Regions from separate parts of the Sus scrofa genome. Here all the other regions are linked to region 3. A link is a contact called in public HiChIP or PLAC-seq data. All regions are on one chromosome and are shown on one strand. Each heading gives the region's core, a stretch centred on a gene start, on an enhancer-like site or on the middle of the called end of the contact. The rest is flanking DNA. Distances are from core to core; before and after follow the strand shown. Region 1 overlaps DUSP10 (dual specificity protein phosphatase 10). Region 2 overlaps LOC110255633 (a long non-coding RNA gene). Region 3 overlaps LOC110255736.

Region 1 (4,909 bases), core at 2,052-4,551, 350 kb before region 3:
CCGGGAGGCCCCGTGTGCCCAGAGAGCCCCATCTTCTGCATCCGCCCCCCAACCCGCGTTCTGTCTCCGTAAGGTTTTTCAGGAAGCACCACTGAGAAGGCAGGGCATGGGTAGAGCTGGTTTCTCCAAGTTTCAGGCTCGGCCTGAGAGCAGTGGACCATCCACCCGTCTGGGCCAAGGCTGGACAGTCAGAGCTCACATGCCTGGGGGGTCCGGTTGCTCCCTCCATCCCTGAGGTCTGTCTGAAGCCCACACCACTGAGTCTCATTTTTCCTGGGAGTTTGCCACTGGTCCCTAGACTGAGCTGCACCCCCACCCACCCCCAAGATGCCCATTAAAGAGAGTAAAGGAATAGCCTTTCTTTCCAGACAGGGCTTTGGGGTTCAGTCAAGTGAATGCCTCTCAGAATGCAGGCGGGGTGGACGCAGGGACTCGAGGGGCCGCCAGAGAGACCCCCAAGTTCCAGCCCCACGTTCCCCCAAAACTGCCAAAGTGCAGATCTCCTCTTGGTTTCTCTAGCCCTCCTCGTCTAAACGGCACTCACTCTCTCTGCGCAGACCTCCTGGGTCCCCGGGAGAAAGACCCACACTCAGCTCCCCTCTGGGTTTTCTTAACAGACACACCAGCTATGTTAACACGTTTCACTTTTGAAAACCCTTTGAGTTCCTGTTGTGGCTCAGCGGGTTAAGACCCCAACTAGTAGCCATAAGGATGCCAGTTTGATCCCTGGCCCCACTCAGTGGGTTAAGGATCCAGTGTTGCCACAAGCTGTGGCTCGGATCCCGCACTGTTGTGGTGGCGGCCACAGCGCAACTGGACCCTAGCCTGGGAACTTCTATATGCTGCAGACGTAGCCATGAAAAAAAAAATAAATAAAAAATAATAGCTTTTTATCTGAGAGTAAGCCTCCCAGACCTTCAGAGACTTGAGTGATAGGCTGAAAATGCCCCTTTCTTCTCCCTCCACCCCCGTCAGGGTCCACTGGGAGGAGATGGATGGTAAACATATAAACACACAAATAAAAAGGTAATGATTAATGACGATAAAGGCCGTGAGATGCCCTTCGGTGCCTGGGTGCCATGAGGGGGGACTGATTCGATTGGGGTTCGGAGAAAAAAAGCTCTCTGGGCATGGGAGGGAGGGAGGTTTGGAGAAGTGGTGGAAGAGGGGGCCCCCGAGGACAGGCGAGGCAGAAAGAGCCACAGCAGGGCAAAGTGGGGACACCACTGAGATTGGGATGGCTCAAAGGGACAGTGACAGTGCGGAGGCAGAATGAGCGGAAGACGGGGCCCAGAGGAGGAAAGGAAACTGCAGAGGGTCTCTTAGGCCATTTAGCAGCTGGGTTTTACTCTAAATTCAGTGGGACGCTCCTGCATGGGCAGGAGCCTATAACACTTGATCGATATGAGTTTGAAAAGCATAAGGAGAGGAGTTCCTATCGTGACTCAGCAGTAATGAAGCATACTAGTATCCATGAGGATGCGGGTTTGATCCCTGGCCTCGCTCACTGGGTTAATGATCCTGCCTTGCTGCAAGCTGTGGTTTACGTCACAGACGTGGCTCAGATCGGGTGTTGCTGTGGCTGTGCTATAGGCTGGCAGTTGCAGCTCTGATTGGACCCCTAGCATTGGAACTTCCATATGCTGCAGGTGTGGCCCTAAAAAGACAAAAAAATAATAAAATAAAATAAGGAGAGAACGAGAGAGCCAGAAAAAAGTTACTTTATCAGAGGGTGTGATTTACCTATATTCCCCAACCTGGATGAAATTCATACCCTTTCTTGTGCAGAATTCATGTTTTGCACCTGCTATGGGACTGAATTCACATGCTGAAACCCTAACCCCTAAGGTATTTGGGGATGGGGGCCTTTGGAAGATGATTAGGTTTAATGAGGTCAGCAGGGTGGGGTCCTCACACTGAGGGTTAGTGCCCTCATAGGATGAGACACGGGAGAGCTTGGTCTCTCTCTCCCCGTCTCCTACTAAGCAAGAAGGTGGCCATCTGCAAGCCTGGAAGAGCACACCAGAACCTGTGCACCCAGCACGGTGACCTTGGACTTCCAGCCTCCAGAACACTGCGAAAATAAATGTTTGCTCTTGAAGCCACCCAGATCATGGTGGTTTGTTACAGCAGCCCCAACATACAAACAGGGAACCACTTTTAATACCCAGGCTAGCTTACTTGGTAGAAATACAAATTATAATTCTTACATTTGAAGAACCACACCAAACCTGTGGACTGCCTGAGAATCTGACCCTTGGGAGCCAACCCAACCTGATACCATGTCTGAAAGTCAAGCCAGAAATGGACCCGAGGTCAAGATGTGTTGGTGCCTAAAGGATGGGCATGCTCATAAGGGGCAAGCCCACAGAATCTTCCCAAACCTTCGTTTCACGAGCCAGCTGCAAGCCCAGGAGCCCCCTTCGTCCCAAAGACACAGGCCTCTTCATCAGTTACACCCTCCCTGCAGCATCTCCCTGGGGGGAAGAACAGCTTAGCTAGAGAATGTCTGGGTTTGGGGGCAGCCACTCAATACCATGTTAGGGTTGCAGCTCCTGTCTTCACCAAAAAGCTCAATACCAGGCAATCCATCAAGGAGGATTAAGGGAGGGGAGAAGAATCCATGAGATCATACTGGAAGGCTGGAGAGGGGAGCCTTTACCAGGAGAGTGCCATAAAACATGAAGCCATATGCCCCCCAAGGGCTCAAGCCAAGCTCTGCATGACTGTTTAATTCCGTGAAGAGAGGGAGAACATTCTTTGCTTTGCGGTGCCGGAGTTTAAATAGTGAAGCATTTTGCTAAACCAACAAACAGAGGAAAGCCAGGAAAGCCAGTCACTAAACAGGCCCCCTGAACAAAAGGAACACTCTTGCCTAATCATCCACCTCCCCCAAGGACCGACATTTATCTTAGACCCCAAATTAAACACATCACAACTTCACAGCAAAAGTATGTTTCCCAAGGGGATTTAAGTAGAGTCCAATTAAATAAATCTCTAGAAATATCAAGAGCAAGCCTCAAGAGAGAGCATATTTCTACCGTGAAACATTCCCATTGGAAATTACGTGCACAGAGGTCATCTGGAAACATCCATGGCAGGAGGAGGGGAGGGAGGGCAGGAAGCAGGGCAGGGTTATGGAAGGGTAGCCCAGATGGTCCCTGTACTGCACTGGCGCAGGGAAGCTCCCAGCAAAAACGGCATGTGCCTCCCGCCCACTGTGAATGAAAGCCCCATGTCCAAACAAACAGCTTTCATGACGATGTGTTTTAGTATCATCTGGAGGTCAAAGGGCGGTAGCTTAGGGAATTCAGGAAGTGGCAGGGGACAGGATCAAGTGTCAACATCAAAATGTGGATTGTTTTCCTGAATCAGAGTTTTCTGTTCACAAAAGGCACAGCAACACCTCCTCAAGTCACCGAGCGGAATTCTGTATTTGGCAAGAACATTCAGCAAGTCTGAGCATCAAGACTACACGGCCAGAAAGAGCAGGCGTGAACACTGCCCCACATAGAGATTTACCTGTCCAGCCCAGCCCCACGGTCAGACCCTCGAGGGATGGCTGAGATTGGAAAGGCCAGCCTGAAGCCAGGGGAGGCCTCTGCGCGCTGACAGATACACGTTTGTATCAAGTGAAAAGCGATCAAGCGATCGTGTCCCCAGAAATGTACCACCTTCTGGGATGAAGGGGAAGAAAAATCCACCAAGAGGCCAGTCGGGCTTGGAGTAGGTAGGCTTGGATCATAGCTTGTCAATGTGGACTTGAGGCTAAGTGGCAGGCCAGCCAAGCAACGGGTCAGTTCAACCTGGGACATGCGGAACGGGAGAGGTGACCTGGGATGAACCCCACGTCTGGCACAGTCAGATCTCCCAGCCACATCCCCTGGAAGCTATGCCTAACGTTGCTCAGGGGGCTGGAAGTCCTGACAGCAAGGACTCTGGGGACATAGCCCTACGGCCTGCACCGAGGTCCTACTGGGGACTGGTTTTGTGACCTCTCTTGCCACTTCTAGAAAATCAGGGGTTTGGATCTTCTGTGAATTTCTCCAGCTCCAGCAGGATGTGAATAAATTGTATATTGATGGACAGTGGAGAAGAAGAGCCCCTGTCCTAGGCCATGAGAGGCCAGGACCTGCCTCCCACCTCAGGGCCTTTGCACATGCTGTTCCCTTTTCGTGCAACCCCCTTCCCTACATCTTCACTAGGTGATTCAGACCTCAGCTCAAACAGGGTCCTCTCAGGAGGCTCTTCCGCAGTGTCCAAGGATAGCGACCCTGCTACTGCTCTTTAATTAATAGTGTGAAATTTTAGTTTCACGATCACTTATCAAAAACCACTTGTTACCTCCTTCATTTGTTTAGTGTTATTGTTAACATATGGACCCCAAGAAAGCCAGGCGATTCTCCGTCTTGGAGGAAGCGCAGCATCACTGCCCTGGGGCTCGGCTGGCCTCCGCCCCTTCCAGCCCGCTGATCTCGGCCACGTCCTCGCCTCCTGCACCCTAGCTTCCTCATGTGCAAAATAGGGCCAATAGCAGTACCAAGAGGCGCCCAGAGTCACTGCCAGGACTTAATAAGTTATGAACAGAACAGTTATGAACAGAAATGATAAGTAGTCACCACTCAGCACCTAGAGCTAGGCCTGGCTCGTACAGCAGGCACTCGATAAATGTTTCAAGGTTAAATCAACTTGGGAAGGACGTGACAAAGGGCCACCAGTCAGGTGTAAAGTATGTATTGTGTGTCGCTCAGCATAAGCCTAGGAATTTGGAAGTGTTAAAAAAATTGTTTAAATATATATAGTCTCTGAAGATAAATCTAATGGGAGAGGAGTTCCTGTTGTGGCTCAGCAGTAAGGAACCTGACGAGTATCTACAAGGATGCAGGTTCGAGCCCTGGCCTCACTCCGT
Region 2 (4,910 bases), core at 1,130-3,629, 460 kb before region 3:
GTACTCCTATTATTTAATTCTTAGAATCACCCTGCAGGGTAGATTCTCGGACCTGTGCCTGCAGGTGGAGATACAGAAGCAAGAGACTTAAGCAAGACTGACCCAGCTAGGCTACGGTAGAGTTAGGGCTGACGCTGCCCCCTCCAGCTTAGGTCCTTTTCCCTGCTCGGTCTCTCGAACCCAGAAACAAACTCACCATCATCTTCTTGAAGCGGTTGTTTATTAAGCGCAGTTCTTTGCCACACGGACGGCTGTGTGAGGTAGCGGGTGTGGGGTGGTGAGAATCGCAGGCGTTCCGTGGGCAACCCTCAGGAAAACGAAGACCAGTCCCACCCAGTCAGGCTTTGTCCAGTCCGAAGGGAGACTAGCACCCTGAGCGAAACATCCCTTTGCAGACTTACAGGTATGAGACAAAGGATCAAAATCTACATAAACATAGTGCGAAACAAAATAACATAAGTGCTAAGTTCAAAATACTGTTTTGAGTAATTTTTCAAACACTGGGGTCACCCAGAGGAAGCAGAGTCTAAGCCCGGCTCTCCCAGGACGCTGGAGGCTTTGCCGTCTTCGCCGTGTGGCTTTTAAGGTGACTCAAGCTGTTGACATGGAGTCAGAAGAAGGACAAGGATTACTTTGGCCATGCAGGGTCCTTGGTGGTCCCATAGACCTTTTGGGATTGTGTGTTCTAGTTCTGTGAAAAATACCATGGATGTTTTAGACTGCATGAAATCCGTAGATAGCGTTAGTGGGAAACTAAAGACGAAATTCTTTCTGAAGCCTGACTTTGCCTGTTACACAGTCTCGCTGCCGTTGTAACGTGCCAGCAGGCCATTGAACGGTAGGCATGGCCTCAGCTAGAGACAGCCTGCGGAGGAGTCCCCAGACTTAGATACCTCTGCACCTCCCAAGCCTCGGAACTTGCCAGAGTCCCTGAGGAAGAGGTTGGAGAAGAGAGTCCCCTTTCATGTTGCTTTAGAGCTTGGGAATTTAAAGAAGAGCCCATGCAGGCCTCATGCAAAATTCCTGGCTTATAGCTGTGGCTTTTTTGAGACTTGGGCCGGGAAGCAACCACAAAGCATTTTTCTGCAGATCAGAGAAACTACAGCTGCACAGGTCTGTGTGCAGAAAGCCCCTTCCACAGTCACAGGAAACTGTGCCCTGATAATACAAAAACACCCACGATGGCCCCCGTTTAGGGGGCACGGACTACCTCCCACGGACCAAGTCCTTCCGTTTTCATGGCAGCCCTGTGAGGCCGGTGCCTCTGCATCGCTGGCTGATAAAGGGGGAAGCAGAGAATTGTAGTGTTGAAGTAATTCATCCAAAATCCAATAGCTATTGAGAGACAGATTTAAACCCACCTAGTTCCAGGCTAGACGCTTAATTATTTATTTAAGTAGTTGACTTACACTATTGTGTGAGTTTCAGGAATACAACAAAGTGATTCAGTTACGTATATGTACATACACACACACATTTTTTTTTCAGATGATTTTCTATTGCAGGTGGTTATAAGGTATTGAGTATCGTTCCCAGTGCTATCCAGTAAACCCTATGGCTAATCTATTTCATGTATAGTAATTTGTATCTGTTAATCCCATACTCCTGTTTTATCTGTTCCCCCCTCCCTTTCCCCTTGGGCAACCATAAGTTTTTTTTTCCACATCTGTGAGTCTGTTCTCTTTTGTATACAGATTCATGTGTGTTATTTTGTAGATTCCACATCCTAGTGATACATTATATGTGTCTTTCTCTGTTTGACTTACTTCGCTTAACGTGATCATCTGTAAGTCCATCCATGTTGCTGCAAATGGCAATATTTCATTCTCTCTATGGCTGTTATTCCAGTGTGTGTGTGTGTGTGTGTGTGTGTGAGTGTGTGTGCGTGTGTGTGTGTGTGTGTGCATGTGTTTCCACGTCATGGCTGTTGTAAATAGAGCTATGAACACTAGGGTGCAGCTGGTTTAGACTCTTGACTACTAATCCAAACTGCAGTTTGTATGAGAATCTCCCTTGACTTCACTAAGACTACTTATTCCAAAAGAGGGACTATTAATGGCTCTTGGACTTGAGGCTTGTGTTGTGGTTATTTTTTCTAGTGCTGACGGCAGGCAGGGCTACAGAGAACATAGGTCAAGCCCTTCTTTCCTGCCCAGACTGCTAGGAAGGAGGAAGGCCCTTCCTGTCCTCCTTCTTGGACCACGGTCCCTGCTTCCTTGGGTCTGTGCCCAGCATCTTTACTGCTCCCCAACATGCATTCAACTGGCTGCCCTGTGCATCTGGAGAAAACAAGCCAGACACGCACGGATTTGCTCTCCTAGTGCAGAGCAAGGGCCAAGCACTGCAGCAAAATGCCACCGTCCAAAAACCTCTGCACTCTTAGACCCAGCAGCCAGAAACCATTTCCCCAGAGAGCCCTTCAACTCCAATGCTGCACGTCACTTCCCAGGAGAAGGCTGATCTCAGAGCTGCAGTATTTGGGGTGTGGTGAAGTGGGAAATAAATGGGTAGGAGATCGAATGGGTCGGGTGCATGGATGCGGTGTGTCCTGCTGCAGGGTGGATGGCAGGTGAGACTGGCTCTCTTGCCGAGGGTGGAGGAGGGAAGGAGCCAGCTGCACTTTGATCAGACTCGGAAGGACTCAGGGTGAATATCGGACCCCACGTGAAAGAGCAAAGACACAAGATAAACAGTGAAGGCCATGCCCTTGAGAGGTGCCCACCAGCAACTGTTGGTGAAGATGGAACCTCTGAGTCTCGGGCAGCCCTGGCAGCCAGACTCTGAGAGAGACTTTGGTCCTTCTGGGGCCTGGAAGTTTCTGCAGACTGCTCCCTTCTTGCTGGAAACTCGGCCCTCCTGAACCACACAGCTGCCTCCCCCTTTCAACACAGATCCAGAACAGAGGGCAGGGCTCATATGGCCCCGACACACTCATCCAGCATCCCCTACTGCCTAAAACTGTTGCATTCTTTGGAATAAAGAATGAAGGGATGTCTCTGTTTCCCTTTAGCACCAGGTTTTATTGTTTATTTTCCGAAGCGGGGGGACTAGGTTTTGTGACAATTCCATGGAAACCATGAATTACAAAAATACACCTTTTAAATGGAGAACTCTCTAACGGGCACAGCACATTTCCCTGACGGGTGAAAAGTGTATCCTCACATTTTCCATGATGCTGTAGCCTTATCGGACAGACCACTGGTGATCCAGCCATAGATATAGACAGAGATGATGTGCGAAATAAGACTATTTGAGCACTTGTGTCCAAAACATACTCTGGCACCTGTCTTCTTGAAGAAGAGGAAGAGGAGAGGTTTGGTGTCCCTCGTTGTGTAGCTTTCACCTCTCTGCGAGCTTTGGGGCTGGAGTCCCCATTGTCCATCAGACACCTCTTTCTGGATGTTCCTGCTGACCTCTCAAAGTCCTGGCATTCAAAATAAACACGTCTTCCAATTCAAACATCCCTCCCTGTTTCTGCTAAAATCATCAGCAGCACAGGCTGAATAACGTCGTGCTGATTTCATTCCTACCTCATCCTTGTCCCCACACCTGCATCTGACAGGTCTGACCGTGAACTCCTTCTCCCCTTTGTCCCCACCTTTGTTTTCCTTGTCCCCAGCTAAAGTAGGTCCTCATGACTTCTTGCCTAGACCTGGCTAACTATCACCTAGTTGATCTTTTGCAGCTCATTTTTCCTGCCTTCAGCTTATCTCACCCACTCCTGCCAGATGAATCTCCTGAAAGCAGGACCCTGAAGGGTCTCTCACCTGCTCAGATGCCTTTAAGACTCCCCACAGCTGGCAGAATAAAGAATATCCCTTCATGGACTTGGAGAAGAGACTTGTGGTTGCCTGATGGGAGGGGGAGGGAGTGGGAGGGATCGGGAGCTTGGGCTTATCAGACACAACTTAGAATAGATTTACAAGGAGATCCTGCTGAATAGCATTGAGAACTATGTCTAGATACTCATGTTGCAACAGAAGAAAGGGTGGGGGAAAAAACTGTAATTGCAATGTATACATCTAAGGATAACCTGACCCCCTTGCTGTACAGTGGGGAAAAAAAAAAAAAGAATCTCCCTGCAGTCTCCAAGGTGCTGGTGATCTGGCCTCCCCGCTCCAAGACCTCTTTCCTTCTGCCACCTTTATTCCTGCTGTGCTTTAGGGTGGAGGGTCTTGGCTTACCTGTCCTTTTACCCAAAATGCCTTTCTATCAACTGTAAACTTTCACACTTGACTCACCCTGTGAGGCCGTCCAAGGTGGTCCCCCTACATGGATGCTTCCCAGACCCACTCCAGTTAGACGTGGACATTGCCCCTTGGGAACTTTATCGCATTGTACTTTATCTTGGGGCATTTATGTTTTGTTTGTTTGTTCTACGGTTGTATTCATTTATTCATTCAACAAAGTAGTAAATACCTTGAAGGTAAAAATCCTCGATGAATAGATCTTGAGTGAAAGTAAGCTTGCTTTTTTTGGCCATTTTAACTCTTTCTCATAATGATGGAAAGAACTTTTTGTGCCTATAATAGGGCGGTTCTGCAAAATCCATTAGAAAATTCAAGCCTGAAGTTGAGAGCGCAAACATAATCGTTTTCAACCTTTAAGAGCCGTTTCTATTCACCATTTTTATTTTTCCTTTAGTTAATTATGGAGAGAACGGCTTTTTCAAATGTTACTGACCAGTCATGTGTCACGCCAACCTTCTCATCATCTTGTCCTCACTCTTTTTCTTGCGGGTTCTACCTGTTGATGGGGTGTGAAGGAGAAGTGGTGTTTAAAGCAAAGCTCCAAGAATTCATGCTAATGTAATTCAGACAGGCATTACTTCAAAGCCCTACACATGCTTCATCATCACCAAACACTTCTGAAAGCATAACACCAGGTCAGGCTTTCCCTAAACCCTTTTT
Region 3 (4,638 bases), core at 1,624-4,123:
GAAGAAAGAGAAGGCATCAAATTTTTCTGGACCCCAACCATCTCCCTAGGATCAGAAAGAAGGCGGCCACTTCCAGCCTCTTGGTTCTGCCTGGAGAGGGGGAGGGGAAAGAAGGGGGGAGGGGACAAGGGAGCCTCAAGGGAGTAGCTGGGGTCTAGAAGGTTCCTCGTCCTCTGTCCTCTGTTCCACACAGATGCCTGCAGGTGGGTGGGGACCCCTGTCGCAGAAGCGAACACAGCAGAAACACTCTTGCCATCAAATGGCAATCAAAGCTCTTACAGCTCCCACGCGTCCCCTCAGAAGCGAGGTTCATTTTAAAAAGAATCCCTCCAGCAACTTCAGGGCCCTCACTATTCTCCTACCTTCCCCAGCTGCCAGCTTTGAGCTTTCTGCTTCTCCGAGACAGTCTCTCACATTGACTTTCCCCTTGAGGAATTTTTGGAGATGATATTAGCAGATGCCCTTTTAAACCCAAAGCCGAACACCAATGGCAGGTTTGGGTTTGTTTAGTAAACGGCTCGCTTCTGTCCTACATTCCTGACAAGTTCCTACTGACTGCTTCGCTTATGCTTAAAGCGATCTTTTAAAAGTCCTACCTGAAATAACTGAAGCAGCTTTATTCTAATGGACATACAATAAACGGCAGGTATTTAAAGTGTACGACTTGATGAGTTTTAACAAAGGGACACACCCAAAAAGCCGTCCCTCCCACCGAAACGAGCTGGGGTTTGGAACCGGCACGTGCACACCCGTGGTGAAGGAATGACTGACCAAGAAGGACCTGCTGCACAGCACAGGGAACTCTACCCAGTGTTCCGCGATGGTCCCCGTGGGGAAAGAACCGGAAAGAGAACGGAGCTGTGTCCATGCAGAACTCCATCCCTTTGCTGCACAGCAGAAATTGTCGCAACACTGTAAGCCAGCTCGACTTCAATACAACTTTAAAAAGTGAAAAAAAGAGAGAAACATAGCCATCACCCTCCAGAGTTTCTTCAAGCTCGTCTCAAACCTATTTAATAGCAAAATCACATAGGTTCTGCCCTAGATCTGACCAGAACCAGCTGCCTGCCCCTGGGTCTCTTTGCAAGTTTTCATACCCTCCCATGTTAAGGAAGGGGTTGGATTAGACCATCTCGCTCGTCCTTTAAGCCCAGGCTCTAGTCTGGAGCCCAGCCTACGAGGGTGGATGGTCACCCATGGGGTCTCTTATTTGTTCTTTCTGCCCAGAAAATTCATCCTCCAGCTAGGACACAGCACGTGACACAACAGTATTTCTAAAACCTTTTGAGCAAAAGTCCATCCACTCCAGTGCGCCTGTAACGGGGCTGCCCAGTGCAGTCATGCACAGCCCCACCCTCAGAAGGGGCACGCACTTGGACTTGCCATCCTGAAATCCCCAATAATTGTATCTTTGAATGTGTGCTTCATAAGTGAGGTCCCTGGGACAATGGAGCAGGGGACGTGGCACTCTTCTCATAGGCAATCCTACCTCCACCATCTCCCCACTTTTCGCCTCTCGGCTGGCTGCTCTCTCTGCCCTGGTTCTTTGGTCCCTTGTGATGCCATCTCAAAGCACTGTATCCACCATCTGGGGTAGAAACCAAGGAACCCTGGAGGGAGAGGCTTGCATTCTGCTGTCATCCTCTGCCCCCAGCAGGAGGAGGACCAGGGGTAAGATGTCCACGCTGTAGAATCTTGGAACAGGGTCACCCTGCACCTGGCTGGCAGCACCACTGCACATTTGAATGGCAACTTGGGGGACGGGCGGGTGAGCTTCAATCCAGGTAGCAAGCAATCCAGGCACAGGTGGGGCCGCTGGCATTAGAGGAGGGGAAACTGCCTCTGCCACCCCACCTGCCTCCACATTTTCATTTTGCGCCAGGGCCCACAGAGTATCTCTAAGACTGTATTTTATGACTATAAATGGCCTCGTGCCGTCTAGGAACCAACAGGACTGTGTCTCATCTATGCTAATACAGGAAATGACATTTCCGAAGCCACAGGTAATGACTATTTGACGATCCTCAGCCCCTGGTCAGCAGGTCACCCAGGGGCCACCAGAGACAGATGGCGAATCTCCACCTGGTTCAAGGAACAGTACAAGATGGTACTAACCGAGCTGGGGATGGAGCTGCAGTCAAGGCCAGGCTGTTGTGTTGCCGAAATCTCAGCCGCCTCTGCACACGGATGACGCCAAATAGAAACCCAGAGGCAGAGCTGGAAGAAACAGAAAAAGTAGCTTTAATTGCCAGGCAAAGAGGGGACACAGCGGGCTAGTGCCTCGAAGACTGTGTCCTTCTTTTAGAGGGGCTAGTGAGGAGTCTTAGTGTTGAAGGAGCCGGGGTGTTAGGAGATGTGCAACAAGAGATGCAGCTTTGCTACAGCAGCTATCACATCTTCCCCACTGGTGGGTGGCGAGGTCCCTGGGGCTCCGCATCATCAGCCTTCTGGGGCCGACGTGCTGCGGGCAGCACCTGCTGACTTCTTCCACCTGCCGGGGCTTCGGCACCTGTCAAACGGCTTCAAGGACATTGCTCAGAATATTATCTATAGTCTTTGAAGAACTGAAGGTGCTCGACGGTGTTGAAGGGCTAAGCTCTTATTGCCCTGTCTTGCTTGGCTGTTTTCCTTTTTCTCTGTACTTCTCACTTCTCTGATTAAACTCATTTTTGATTAGCGGTTTTCTATGTATAAAAAGGCAGGTGGAGCCATGAGTGGGGTCCCCCCCGGGAGGCTCGCAGGGTCCGGCTTGGGTAGGGTGGCACCGGGAGAAGCATCTAAGTAGATGACAAGCCTTCCTGCTCCGAGTCAGGGCCCTGCCTGCCCTCCTCCAGAAGCCTGTCCCACCACCGCGCCGCTGCTTGAGATGGCTTTGATGGAAGGCAGCACCTGTCCTCCTTTGCTGCGGCTGCCGCGGCAAAGACCCACAGACTGGGCGGCTTAGAGCAGCAGGATTTTCCTGCCTCATGGTTCTGGAGGCTGAAGTCTGAGATCAGCACGTCAGCAGGGCTGGTCCCTTCTGCTGTGACGGAAAATCCCAGCCTATCGCAGGCCTGGTCCAGCCTCTGCCGGTTTGCAGGCAGCCTCTGGCCGTCCTTGGCTTGAAGGGGCATCGGCCTGACCTCTGGCTTCGCCTTCACATTGCATCCCCCCTCCGTGTGCATCCGTGGGTGCAATTCCCCTTTACAAGGACAAAGGCCCTGTTAAACGAGGGCCGCCCCACTCCGGTATTATGACACCAACATAACTAAGTATGTCTGCAACAAACCTATTTCCAAATAAGGTCACATTCTGAGGTATTAGTGGTTAGGATTCCAACGTGAATTTCAGGGGGAACACAATCCAACCCATAATAGCCCGTGAGTCAACCGTCAGAGACCACGCTTCAACAGTGACTCCTGGGGGAGGAAGAGCATTGGCCAGCTCAAAACCCACACCAAGGGCGAGCGAGGTTTTTTCTGTTTGTTTTGTTTTGCTTTGTTTGTCTTTTGAGGGCCGCACTCGCTGTATATGGAGGTTCCCAGGCTAGGGGTCGAATCAGAGCTGTAGACGCCGGCCTATACCACAGCCACAGCAACTCGGGATCCAAGCCTTGTCTGCGACCTACACCACAGCTCATGGCAACACCAGATCCTTAACCCACTGAGCGAGGCCAGGGATCGAACCCGCGTCCTCATGGATGCCAGTCAGGTTCATTACAGCTGAGCCAGGCCGGGAACTCCAAGTTTTGACTAGAGAGAGAAAAGTCGCCTGCAGGTCTGTTGGTTCTCAAAGGCAGTCGGGGGTCAGGACAGAGGATTAGAGGGAGCGAGAAGAAGCAAGAGAATGAGGAGTCATCACACGGTAAGGGGGTAAAAGGCCACAGAGAAGAAGGAGACCAAGGACAGGTTTTGTGGGCTCCACGAAGGCCTGAGTGCACTTTTGAAGCTCGAGGAAAGCTGCCTTTTGAAAAAGGTGGCCTGTCTCCAGTCTGTAACTTCATTCTCATTTTCCCAATTTGAAAACTTAGACACACACACACACACACACACACACCATCAGAGAGCTCGTCTCTAACAAGCTTCCCGCAAAGGGAGTTCTTCCAGGAAGAAATCTTCATCTCCCGCTCAGTGTCCAGGCCTGAATCAACACTTCCTCGCTGTGTTAAGCAAAATCCTGCGGCATCTGCAGGCCTGGACATCAGAAGCCAGTTACAAAAGAAGAAAAGAAGTTGCAATTGCTGCAGCTTCCTGAAAAGCAGCAATTAATTCAACGCTTCTTCAAATGTGTGCGAGTGTCCTAGAATGTACGTACGAAATGGCAGGTGGGTATTTAAAATCCAATTTGGAACCGCTGCCTTGTCAGCAGTCGGCTCCAGCACCTGCAGTCTCTGCTGCAGTCCTGCCTTCCGAACAGCATGCCATGGTGCTGGCTAACTGCTTCAATAGCAGACGAAACGTATGTGCGATTCCAATGAATACACTTATTTATGACCCTAAATGCTCAACAGATTAGCAGACTTTAAAAATTCATTTACACTTCTGTTCTGAACCCATAGACTTGTTCGCTTCATAAACATGAGCTCATAGTAAGGAACTATTAGCATTTCACAATTGCTGTTTGGGGCGCCTGGCAAGGAGGGGCTGCATAGATGGGTTT

What was found. HiChIP or PLAC-seq counts read pairs in DNA pulled down with a chosen protein or histone mark.
Region 1: a contact with region 3 is called in an H3K27ac HiChIP or PLAC-seq map of skeletal muscle. The contact joins two enhancer-like sites. A contact is called at or near these places in 1 of 47 Hi-C or Micro-C datasets (psoas muscle) and 1 of 2 datasets of contacts at active chromatin or transcription factors (skeletal muscle).
Region 2: an H3K27ac HiChIP or PLAC-seq map of skeletal muscle shows a contact between it and region 3, with 6 times the contacts expected there. The contact joins two enhancer-like sites. A contact is called at or near these places in 1 of 47 Hi-C or Micro-C datasets (retroperitoneal adipose tissue) and 1 of 2 datasets of contacts at active chromatin or transcription factors (skeletal muscle).

Annotation. Positions count from the first base shown.
Region 1 is chr10:10,880,945-10,885,853 of Sscrofa11.1, forward strand. All of the region lies in intron 2 of DUSP10 (dual specificity protein phosphatase 10), which reads right to left. Among named protein-coding and RNA genes, the nearest start is that of DUSP10, 22 kb to the right of the region's middle. Within about 2 kb of position 3,302, at least 9 of the 83 cell types and tissues checked have an H3K27ac peak or open chromatin away from gene starts, as enhancers often do. A contact at or near this core is called in skeletal muscle, where this site is marked.
Region 2 is chr10:10,768,187-10,773,096 of Sscrofa11.1, forward strand. All of the region lies in intron 1 of LOC110255633 (a long non-coding RNA gene), which reads left to right. Among named protein-coding and RNA genes, the nearest start is that of DUSP10, 140 kb to the right of the region's middle. Within about 2 kb of position 2,380, at least 1 of the 83 cell types and tissues checked has an H3K27ac peak or open chromatin away from gene starts, as enhancers often do. A contact at or near this core is called in skeletal muscle, where this site is marked.
Region 3 is chr10:11,231,883-11,236,520 of Sscrofa11.1, forward strand. It overlaps LOC110255736, which reads right to left. Exons shown (of 7, transcript XM_021065090.1): 4 at 2,116-2,217. Among named protein-coding and RNA genes, the nearest start is that of TRNAT-UGU, 79 kb to the right of the region's middle. Within about 2 kb of position 2,874, at least 4 of the 83 cell types and tissues checked have an H3K27ac peak or open chromatin away from gene starts, as enhancers often do. A contact at or near this core is called in skeletal muscle, where this site is marked.